Regions from separate parts of the Rattus norvegicus genome. Here region 1 is linked to region 2. Evidence: chromatin contacts called from public Hi-C data. All regions are on one chromosome and are shown on one strand. The core of a region is the stretch at or near the end of the contact, and the rest is flanking DNA. Distances in the headings are between cores, read along the strand shown.

Region 1 (5,164 bases), core at 2,653-5,152, 120 kb before region 2:
CCACAACCTTTCTGCCAGAAGCCAGGGAAATGACTTCTTTGTGGGGGCAGGGGAGGGCTTGTTTTACAAATGTCCTAGTGGCTTTTATCTGACCTGACCACCAGAAGAAATCCTTTCATAATCCAACCTGAGCTCATAGGATCCCATTACAGATGGTTGTGAGCCACCATGTGGTTGCTGGGAATTGAACTCAGGATCTCTGGAAGAGCAGTCAGTGCTCTTAACCGCTGAGCCATCTCTCCAGCCCTAAGTGTTACCATTTATATGGTTACTATTTGGGTCCACCTTTCCTACCTGCTTTGTTCCTGATTTTTTAAAACTATTGTGTGTAAACCTATTTGTCTGCATGTATGTATGTGTACCATGTGTGTGGAGTGCCCACAGAAAACAGAAAGCACTGGAGCCCCCAGATGATTGATTGTAAACCGCAGTGTATGAGCTAAGAACCGAACAAGAGCAGTCAGTGTTTGTTTCTGCTGAGCCATCTCTCCAGCCCCCTTTTCTATCTACTTACGATGAATGACAGCTTCGAATCTCCTGAGTCTGCCTTTTAATTATTTATCCAAGGACCAAAATAGGCTGGAACATGTTTTCTAGCTTACAACAGATTTTGCTGGAATTTGACATCCCCTTCCCACCAGCAGAAGTGTATTCTGAAACTGGATTTAGCGTAAGCACATTCAAACAGGCCCTAAGACGGTTAGGCCAGCTGAACAAGCCTTTGAAATCGTGGAAAGAATCCATGGAGCGTCGAGCCGTAAAGGTCAAGGTCTTGAGAGAACTGTTTATGCCTGTGAACTGATGAGGCTTGAGAGTAAATAGATATTTAAACATCTGTAAGTCGTGTGTCCACAGAAACAGTTCCAGGAGAGCGCCAGCCTGTGTGTACATGGAAAACTACTGCTGTATTTGAGTCCCCTTCACTGTACTAAACTGGAGTCCTCCTCCTTCCTGACTAAACTATGTCACATTTAACCTTTTGTATGTGTATAAAGATTAATTTAGTGTTGTTCAATGTCTTAACCTCCCAAAGCATTATCTGTTTCTTATTTACTCACAGCTTTTATAAATATGTGCACGTAATATGTATGGATTTCCGTTAGTTAAAAAATGGGCAGGCAGGGCACAGTAGAGCAAACCTGGACTAATGCAAGACTTTGCTTCCATAAACAAAAGGCAGTATTGGTAATATATTATACTCACTGTTATGCTTTTTATTAGAATTTTAAGTGTTTGTTCATGTATTTTATTTGAGAGGAGGTCTCACTGAGTAGCACTAGCTGGCCCAGACTTATATAGATCATGATAACCTCAAACTCACAGAGATCCACTGGCTTCTGCCCCCCACTCACTTGTAGCATTAAAGGCATGCATCACCAGGCCCAGAGAACCTTGCTTTTTAAATTTATATCCAGATTTGAATCCAGAAAATTGTTCCAAGCAACTTTGCAAGCTTGTTTTATGACTGCATTGCCTTTCTCTATATAGATTTAGATAATTATCTTAACAATACCCTGAAAGTATTTGAATTATTTCCAGACTTTTGGCTATCAAAGATTTTTAGATGTGGGTCATCTGTTTAATGTGCAACTTCCTCTTGACAAGCTTCTCCAGTTGGAAATGGTGGCTCACAAGGAGACGGGTTCAATAGGTGTGACAGAAATCGCGGAAGCGGCCTCATGGCCTGTTGTACTCTCTGCCTAGTGTGAGGGCGTGAGTGTTTGCAGGCAGCTGGGCCAGCACCATGTGTTGCTGAGCTTTCTGTGTCATGCTCTGCCTTTGCTCTGTTCTCACAGGGGTCAAGAGAACTGGCTGCAGCTAGACCACAGAGTTCTGGAGCATGATCTGCCGAAGAAGCCAGGCCCAGCCGTCCTGCACTTTGCCGTCAGGTACGTGTGGGTGCATCCAGCATTCTCCTTCTTTTTTTTTTTTTGTTTATTTTTATTTTTCATGATTTCTAGAAGTCAGAGATAGTGAATAAAAAGGGAAGAGAACCTATGAGAGCATTACCATGAGAGAGTTTGCCTGCTGTCTTGGTCTAGGTTACCATAGAGACTATGTGGGGTTGTGTTCTTTGAAGATAAAGGAGAGAAGTGTCTTGCTTTATTCCTCAAAGACTCAGGGTAAACATGAGGCTGAGGAACCTGAGAGATGTATTTTAATGTTAAGCCTGAGGTCTTTTTTTTTTAAAATCAATAAGCTATTGAGATTCTTCAAATCTGAAATCTGGCAAACATTTACTATTGTACTTTATGCTGGGAATAATGTGGGCTAGAGAGATTGAGACAACTAAGTTTTATACAATTCCGTGTCTTCATCGAAATCGAAGATGCAGAGCAAAGCAACTGCACGGAGAAAGCATTGCGCCAACAGCTCACAGATCTGAGTCAGTTCACGCAGAAATGGACAAGGAGAATTCTCATGACCCTCACCATGTTCTATGAACTCTGTTTGGGAATAACAAAGGCCTGAGACCCATGGGTTTAACTAAATCAGGGATTTTCTCAGAGCTGGCCCACCAGGAATGTATTTTAGCATTAATTATTACCAACCTAAGAGAAGTGGGATGTTTAAAGACTAACCAACCCTCTTGCCCTCTCCATAGCTTAAGATACGAAACATTGCCAATGGAGCCCACAGTTCCTTGTGTCATAGACCTGCCCCCACTTTAAACCTGAGTAAAGCTTTACAGCAACTCTGTATTGCTGGTAGATTGTTCATAAACCAAATTTATTTTTGTAAAGTTGATTCAGATGCCTCTACTGGGAAAGGCACTCACTACCAAGCCTGACTGCCTGAATTTGATCCCTGGCTCACTGGTAATCCCAGACCCACTGAAGTCAAAACAGGTGGATCCATGAGGGCAACCAGCACACTGCTTAGTGAGAGACTCTGGGTGCAGGGTCTGTCTCTCTCTCTCTCTCTCTCTCTCTCTCTCTCTCTCTCTCTCTCTCTCACACACACACACACACACACACACACACACACACACACAGTGAACAGTGGCGAAGGAAGAAAATGAACTCCAACAGTTGTCCTTTCTCCTCCACAGGCTTGCACCCATACATGTAAACGTGTGCACCCAGAATAAATAAGTGTGAAGTCATTTTAAACTAATTCAACATGAGGAATAGTCTAAGATCATGTGGAACTTTAATGAAGATACATCTCATTTTATACTGTGATGATGGAGACCCCACCCCTCCTCCACCCCTTGCCTTCGCCTCCTCTTTTCCCTCTTCCTTCTTTTCCTCTGACTCCTCCTCCTCCTGCCCCTTCCCCTTCCCCTCCTCCTTTCTATAATGTTCAGGCAAAGTCAGTCATGGTGAAATTTTACAAATTTCACTGTTTTCATTTTTATTAACACCCAACAGGGAGGGCACAGGGAGTGACTTGTCTAAATCATAGCAGGAGAGGTGTCCCAGGATCCTAAGGAACAGCTGGAGTTTACTGAAAGGGTCTGATGTAAGGTGTATGTGCCCAGAAGCAAGCGGAAGGAGGTCCCACCAGAAGCAAGGAGAACGCTGCCCATTAGTCAGAAAGTGAAGGGAAACTTGTTGTGAGTGAGGTACCTGTAAGGAGTGAAGTTATCCTTGTGAACATTTCAAACTCTGAAAATACAGACTTAGACGTTCCCTTCCACCAGAAGTTCCTCTCCACAGGAACTTCCTCCACCTCTCCCTTCCCACCTGGAAGGAAAACCGGGTGGGTTGTTTAGTGGCTTACTGTTTGTATCTTACTAAGGTTGGGGAAAATATGTCTCTTTGCTCCTTCCACATTAATCTTTGTGGGCACGTGCCATGTTTTTGCTGTGTGTCAGCCCAGCCAGAGCAATGCGTCTTTGGAGCATCTTGACAAATGTTATTTATTTAGTGACAACATTTGTGTGCCTGTTCTGCGACAGCTGCCTAGGTCTGGCGTGTGTCTGAAAATTCCAGAGAGCAAACCCTGCCTTCCCTTCCTGACAGTCCTTCACAAGGCCATGTTATCTTTTGCAGCAGGTTTCTGGGATTCCACAGCAGTTGGTGGTGGCTTGTTCCTGGGGCTTTAGCCCCTACTTAGCACGTTATCTCAAATGTCCTGTAACAGCTTGGTGTTAACTTTCTCTTCTCTGCTAGCATAATTGAAACCCTTATCAAGGCTTTAATGATTCACTTAACTCAAGACAGTGACATCATCATAGCCTTTACTCTTCAAAGTAAGCAGTTGTTAAGGAAATGATCACGTAGAAAGAAGCACACAGGGTAGAACTCTCTGAATCCTGAATGAATTTCACAGAGATCACAGAATGGAGGCTCACAGTTCAGGGACAGCTAGTGAATGGCTTTTGTCACATTTGTTTGTCTGAGGTTCTTACACCACCAATTAGAGAACACAGAATTGTTAATGACATCTCCATTTGAGGAAAGAACCTGTCAGGTTGCTTGTATTAACTAGAAAATGTGAACAGGGAACTCAAACTAGAGTTTTTTTTTTTTAATTTTAACTAGAAAAATTTAGATATTATTAGGCTCACTTGCAAAACAGGTGGATCCCTGAGGCTTGCTGGTCAGCCAGCACACTGCTTAGTGAGAGCCTTTAATAGTGATGGACTCTGGGTGCAGGAGTCAGGGATATCTCACACACACACACACACACACACACACACACACACACACACACACACACACGAAACCAAAGATATCATTTGGTGTTTTTTTTTAAAGATTTATTTATTTATTATATATAAGTACACTGTAGCTGTCTTCAGACACACCAGAAGAGGGCATCGGATCTCTGTACAGATGGTTGTGAGCCACCATGTGGTTGCTGGGAATTGAACTCAGGACCTCTGGAAGAGCAGTCGGTGCTCTTAACCGCTGAGCCATCTCTCCAGCCCCATTTGGTTTTTTTTTTTTTTTTTTTTGATCTTTGAATACTATAAAGGCATCTAAATTGTCAGGAGTCCCTCATGTGTGGACACCAGGTGATATGCTGGGAGAACACTGAGGCTCCTAATGCATGGACACCTAGTAATGTGCTCGAATACAGAGCACAGAGATCCGTCATACATAGACATCCGTGTAATGTGCTAGGGCATATTAGAGCATAGAGGCCCTTTATACATGGCTGTGGTGATTTGAATATGTTTGGCCCAGGGAGTGGCACTATTAGGAGGTAGAGC
Region 2 (4,868 bases), core at 587-3,086:
TTGCTGATTTCTGAAACTACCACTAGTATTCTGGGGCTCAGGTTCATCCTGGGTACAGGACTCACCAGGGCACTGTATAAGTTACACAGTGTAATGGCTGCAAAGAACACAGTGCAGAATGTACCAGGCAAGTTTTTTTTTTAGGAAATAAAGTAACCTGTGTGGGAAAATAGTAAGTGCTGCTCCTAATCCAGAAAGCTGAGGTTTTTTTTTTTATCTTTGTGTGTGTGTGTGTGTGTGTGTGTGTGTGTGTGTGTGTGTGTTCCTGTGTATGAGTGCAGAGCATGCACATGTCATGGTATATCTACCACCGTACCCATGTGGACGCCAAAGAACAACCTTAGGTCTTATTTGAGAGTGAGTCTCTTGCTTGTCTGGCACCATTTATGCCGGATTAGCAGGCCCACGGACTTCTGGGAAATCTGTCTGCTTCCCAGCTGGCTGTAGGACCACTGGATTACAGATGTGCAGCTCCATCTATCACTAAGCCTCCTCTGCCTTCTCAGGATCCAAAGTGAGATTCTCTTTGTCAGGGGGCAGTTGCTTTACCTGTTGAGTCATCCCCCAGCCCCAAACTTGAGGTGCATTCATTTAACCACTCAAATAACAGTACTGAAATAAACATCCCAGCTGAGGGTTGATTTCTAGTCCCAGCTCCTAGAATTTTCCCCACTTATTTAATCCTCACAGCAAGGCCACCACTGTAAATCCCAACTCAAAGCTCTTGGATGTGAGTCTTGTGCCCCATGTGTAGTTAGAGGCACTTAAGGGTGGCTTCCGGTTACTGCAGTAGAAGAGACAGCCTTTGTGTAGTGTGAGTTCCTTCTGCCCAGAGTCCACAGACAGGGAGGCTGCACTAGAGACCTGAATAGGTGTTTTCCACTTCCTCCTGCCTCAGCTGTCCTACAAGGACAAATTATACCTGTGAGTATTCAAGACTGAATACCACCTTAAAAATCAGACGCCCAGGCACCTCCTTAGCTCATGCTGGGTCAGGTCATGCTGTTGGCTCAAAGACAAGTCCGTGTCTTTTAGGCACACATAAGAAAGCAAACAAGCAAAAGATTTAGCAAAAAAATACAAAAGGGCACTTAAATTTGGAAAAGAGTTCTAAGTGCCAATTTTTTTTTTCTTTAGAATTTATTTTTCAGGCATCCTGGGAAAAATCCAGACAGAGTTGAGAACAAAACCCTTCAGTATGGGAAGTGTCCTGTGGACCTGAGATTCTAGGCGACTGCAAAAGGAGGACAAGACCACTCCTAGGTTGGGCTGAGGAGAGAAGACTTTGTTGTAGGTATGAGGAAGAGGATAGCCAGAGGCATCTGGAAGGGTCCAGACTAAACTGGGCCAGTCAGGGATGAGGAGTGAGAGAGGAAGTGGGTGGCAAGTGATCCAAGAAAGGAATCAAGAGCCAAGAGGGCATGTAGCCAAAATGGCTGAGTTATATAGGGATCAGAGGCTGGGGGAAGGGAAGCCCAAACCCAGGGCTACAGAGGTTTAGGGGAGGGGGAGGGACAAGAAGTGCTGGGAGAAGCCACAGGTACTGCGTGTTTTGGTGAGAGGTAGCCAGAGTCAGCTTCGGTATGTTAATAGGTGCCTCAGTTAGTCACGTGTCCTGGGTTTACCTAACCCTAGGCAAACTCTCCTCTGTCCAGGGGCAGCTGGGATAGTTCCATACATGAGTGAAAAGTCTGTGCAATGAAGTGGCACACACAGATAGTGTCCAGACTTTCCGGGCCACGGACAGGTGGCCCGGCTCAGTGCATGAGCCCTTTATCTGAACAGAACCTTCCAGACTACGCCAGGTTTCTTCTGATCCTTGGGTTCCGCTTGGCCTTTCGAAGCATGCAATATTGGTTAAGAAGGACACCTAGAGGCCGTTCGGGTTTCCTGCAGGCAGGAGCTCCTAGCTGCCCTGGATTCAGGGTTTTCAATATTGTATGAACAAGGTGCTGTAGGCTACAGACGGAAGGAAACAAGCCAAGCAAAAACTCAGTTTCTAATTTCTAGCCCCCAACACTTCAGATTACTTGCTGAGTTCTTGGGGAAGTTGTTTCTGGGTTTAAAAACATAGAAAATTGTAAGGATTCAATAACATTTAAGACCTTAGCGTGTGCCACAGTTCTTGGGACAAAGTAAGTCAGGTCTTGTTATTGTTTCTAATGAGACTCTGCAAGGAAGAGAGTTGGTAACATTTAACAGGATTAAATTTAAACATCAATAATGTAAGATTTAAATATTTAATAGTCACGGAAGGCCACTGTAAAGATTGATAGAAAGTAAAGTACTTTCTCAGGTGGAAAAAAAAAATCAAACAAGCCAAACTAGCAAGATTTTTAACACAATCTTTTAGAAGTCAAAATTAATTTACACACACACACACACACACACACACACACACACACACACATTCTGTGTTTAAAAAAAAACAGATTTTAAATAAAGACAGAATTGATGTGTCTGGTTTTTCCTTTGCTTCAGACAGCAAATGGCTTGTCCCTGTCTGGTACTCTGCCAATGTATAACAACAGTGCCCAGTGACTTCTTTGTTTGCTTTAGATTTAAGAACGAGAGCCCAGGACAAGTGCTCAGACACACCAAAGGTCACATAATCAAGTACAATCTGGAAATCACCCCACACAGGAGCATCCTGGTGCAAGTCACCTTTCAAAAGGCATATGAAGGAAAAGCACAGGGCTGTGGAAGATCCCAGGGCCTCATGCATGCTGGGTTAGAGCTGCAGCACATGCTAGCTGGATAGTATTTAACTCTCTATGCATTCATATATGGAGAGGGAGAGAGAGACACAGCAAGACACAAAGAGAGACAGAGACAGAGGAAGGAAAGGGAGGGGAGGAAGGGGAGGAGAGGGAAGAGGAGGGAAGGGGTAGGAAAGGGGAGAGGAGGAGGGAAAGATAGAGGAGGGGAGGGGAGAAGAGGAGAGGGGAGGGAAGGAGATGGAAGGGAAGGGAAGGAAAGCAAAGCGAAGAGAAGAAAAGAGGATAGGAGAGGAGGGGAGGGGAGGGGGAGGGAAGGGAGAGGAGAAGAGAGGAGAGGAGAGGAGAGGAGGGGAGGGGAGGGGAGGGGAGAGGAGAGGAGAGGAGAGGAGGGGAGGGGAGGGGAGGGGAGAGGAGACAGAGTCTTACATGGCTCAAGCTGGCTTCCAACTTTATATGCAGCAGAGAATGACCTTGAATTTGTAATCTTCCTAACCCTACCTCCCGAGTGCTGGGATTAGAGGTGTGTACCACCAGGTTTCGGTTTACTTGGTGCTGGGGACAGAACCCAGGACTTTGCACATACTGGGCAGGCATTCCACTGGCTGAGCTATGTCCCCCCACCTTCTTACTATTACTTGTGAGCAAAGCGATTTGGGCTCAGAGTTTTCTACTGTAGGCTGTCATTTTACTGGCCACGTGATAGAGTTTACTGGTGATGTGTTTTACAAACAGAAACAAAGAATACCCAGTTAAGTTTGAATTTGAAGCAAGCAAGGATGAGCCTACAGGGTGCGTCTATGTCCCCAGCGTGCCCTCTACTTTATTGGACAATGCCCTCCTTTGCCCTGTCACCCAGGCAACCTGATGGTTTAGTAAATAGAGCTACAATTTCAAAACGGTCTGGATCTCCCTGGTTAGTGTTGGCAATTCCTCTAGGCTCCACCCAACAGCTACCTAGCAACATCTTACAGCAGCTGCTTGCCACATGCTAGCCAAATGCTAGCCAACCTCTCCCCTCCCCCCTCCCCTCCCCCTCCCCCTCTCCAGCTCCCTCTTCCCTCCCTCCCTTCCCCTCTTTCCATCACTCTCTTCCCCACAACTTCCCAGCCATCCTCTTCCTCTTATCTTTTCTTCCCCTCTCTTTTTGTCCTTCTCTGTCCCCCTCCCTTTCCAGGTTCCCCTTCCTTCCCCCCAGTAAACTTCCTTTTGCACTAGGCCAGTCACGTGGTGATGATTCCGCAGGGGAACACCTTGGCTGGACCCACGAAGATGTTCCCTCCCACTGTATTAGACTGTGCTTTATAAAACACAACAGTTAAGACTTTCGTTTCTGTGCTCTGCACAGAGGAGCAAGTGTAGATGGCTTTAACAGTAACGAGATAGATGTCAAAACATGGCTCACTGTCTTAGGCTTCAAGGCAGAGGCTGAGGCTGGGTTTCTGTTGCCTTCACCACCACAGCTGCTTTGGTACAGGAAATGCTCTGCACACAGTGTGTTGCCGGTCCATCCTGCAAATGCTGTTTATTATATTGAGATCTCCAGCTCAGGGCAACATAAATACTTCCTTGGCAGAACAAACAGCCCAACCTCCAACAATCTAGTTCCATTTACCGTGCAATGTAAATGATTGAGAACGTGTGAATTGGGGGCTTTAAAAAATACCTGTAATCACATTGCCAACCTGGCTCTGAAACACCAGTGGCTTCCAACTCCTTGGGGCTTAGTAAATTGAGTGTGTGGTGAGCAGTTATTTCTTCTAATAACGTGGCTGTGTGCTGACACAGACAGATGTCTCGAGGTTCGCCTCCGTGTTAGCAGTTGAAGATTTGGGGCATTTGTTTTTTAATTATAGAGGGGTGGAACATTAGACCACTTCAACTCCTAACTCAGATCCTTCAAGACCTAGGCAAGTTTTTCAGGTCCCTCCCAAATAAATAAACCCTTCCCTGAGCAACACTAACTGTAGCTTTATACAGCTGCCAACCTCAGGATTACTGTGGGGTGTGTGTGTGTGTGTGTGTGTGTGTGTGTGTGTGTGTGTATAAGAGAGACAGAGACAGAGACAGAGACAGAGAGACAGAGAGTCCTGTCCCTCACCAGTCTCTTCCTCCATTAAGCTGTGTGCTTTCAGCTTTCAGGGACCCTAC

What was found. Hi-C and Micro-C count contacts between places; a contact is called where the count stands out from the background.
Region 1: a Hi-C map of the A7r5 cell line shows a contact between it and region 2, with 3 times the contacts expected there. The contact joins two enhancer-like sites. A contact is called at or near these places in 11 of 12 Hi-C or Micro-C datasets (the A7r5 cell line, the Rat2 cell line, Schwann cells and 6 more) and 1 of 1 datasets of contacts at active chromatin or transcription factors (oligodendrocytes).

What each region holds. Positions count from the first base shown.
Region 1 is chr4:131,567,784-131,572,947 of GRCr8, reverse strand. It overlaps Frmd4b (FERM domain containing 4B), which reads left to right. Exons shown (of 23, transcript NM_001427301.1): 4 at 1,797-1,889. Among named protein-coding and RNA genes, the nearest start is that of Frmd4b, 70 kb to the left of the region's middle. Within about 2 kb of position 3,902, at least 1 of the 93 cell types and tissues checked has an H3K27ac peak or open chromatin away from gene starts, as enhancers often do. A contact at or near this core is called in the A7r5 cell line, where this site is marked.
Region 2 is chr4:131,441,634-131,446,501 of GRCr8, reverse strand. No RefSeq gene overlaps it. Among named protein-coding and RNA genes, the nearest start is that of Lmod3, 29 kb to the right of the region's middle. Within about 2 kb of position 1,836, at least 24 of the 93 cell types and tissues checked have an H3K27ac peak or open chromatin away from gene starts, as enhancers often do. A contact at or near this core is called in the A7r5 cell line, where this site is marked.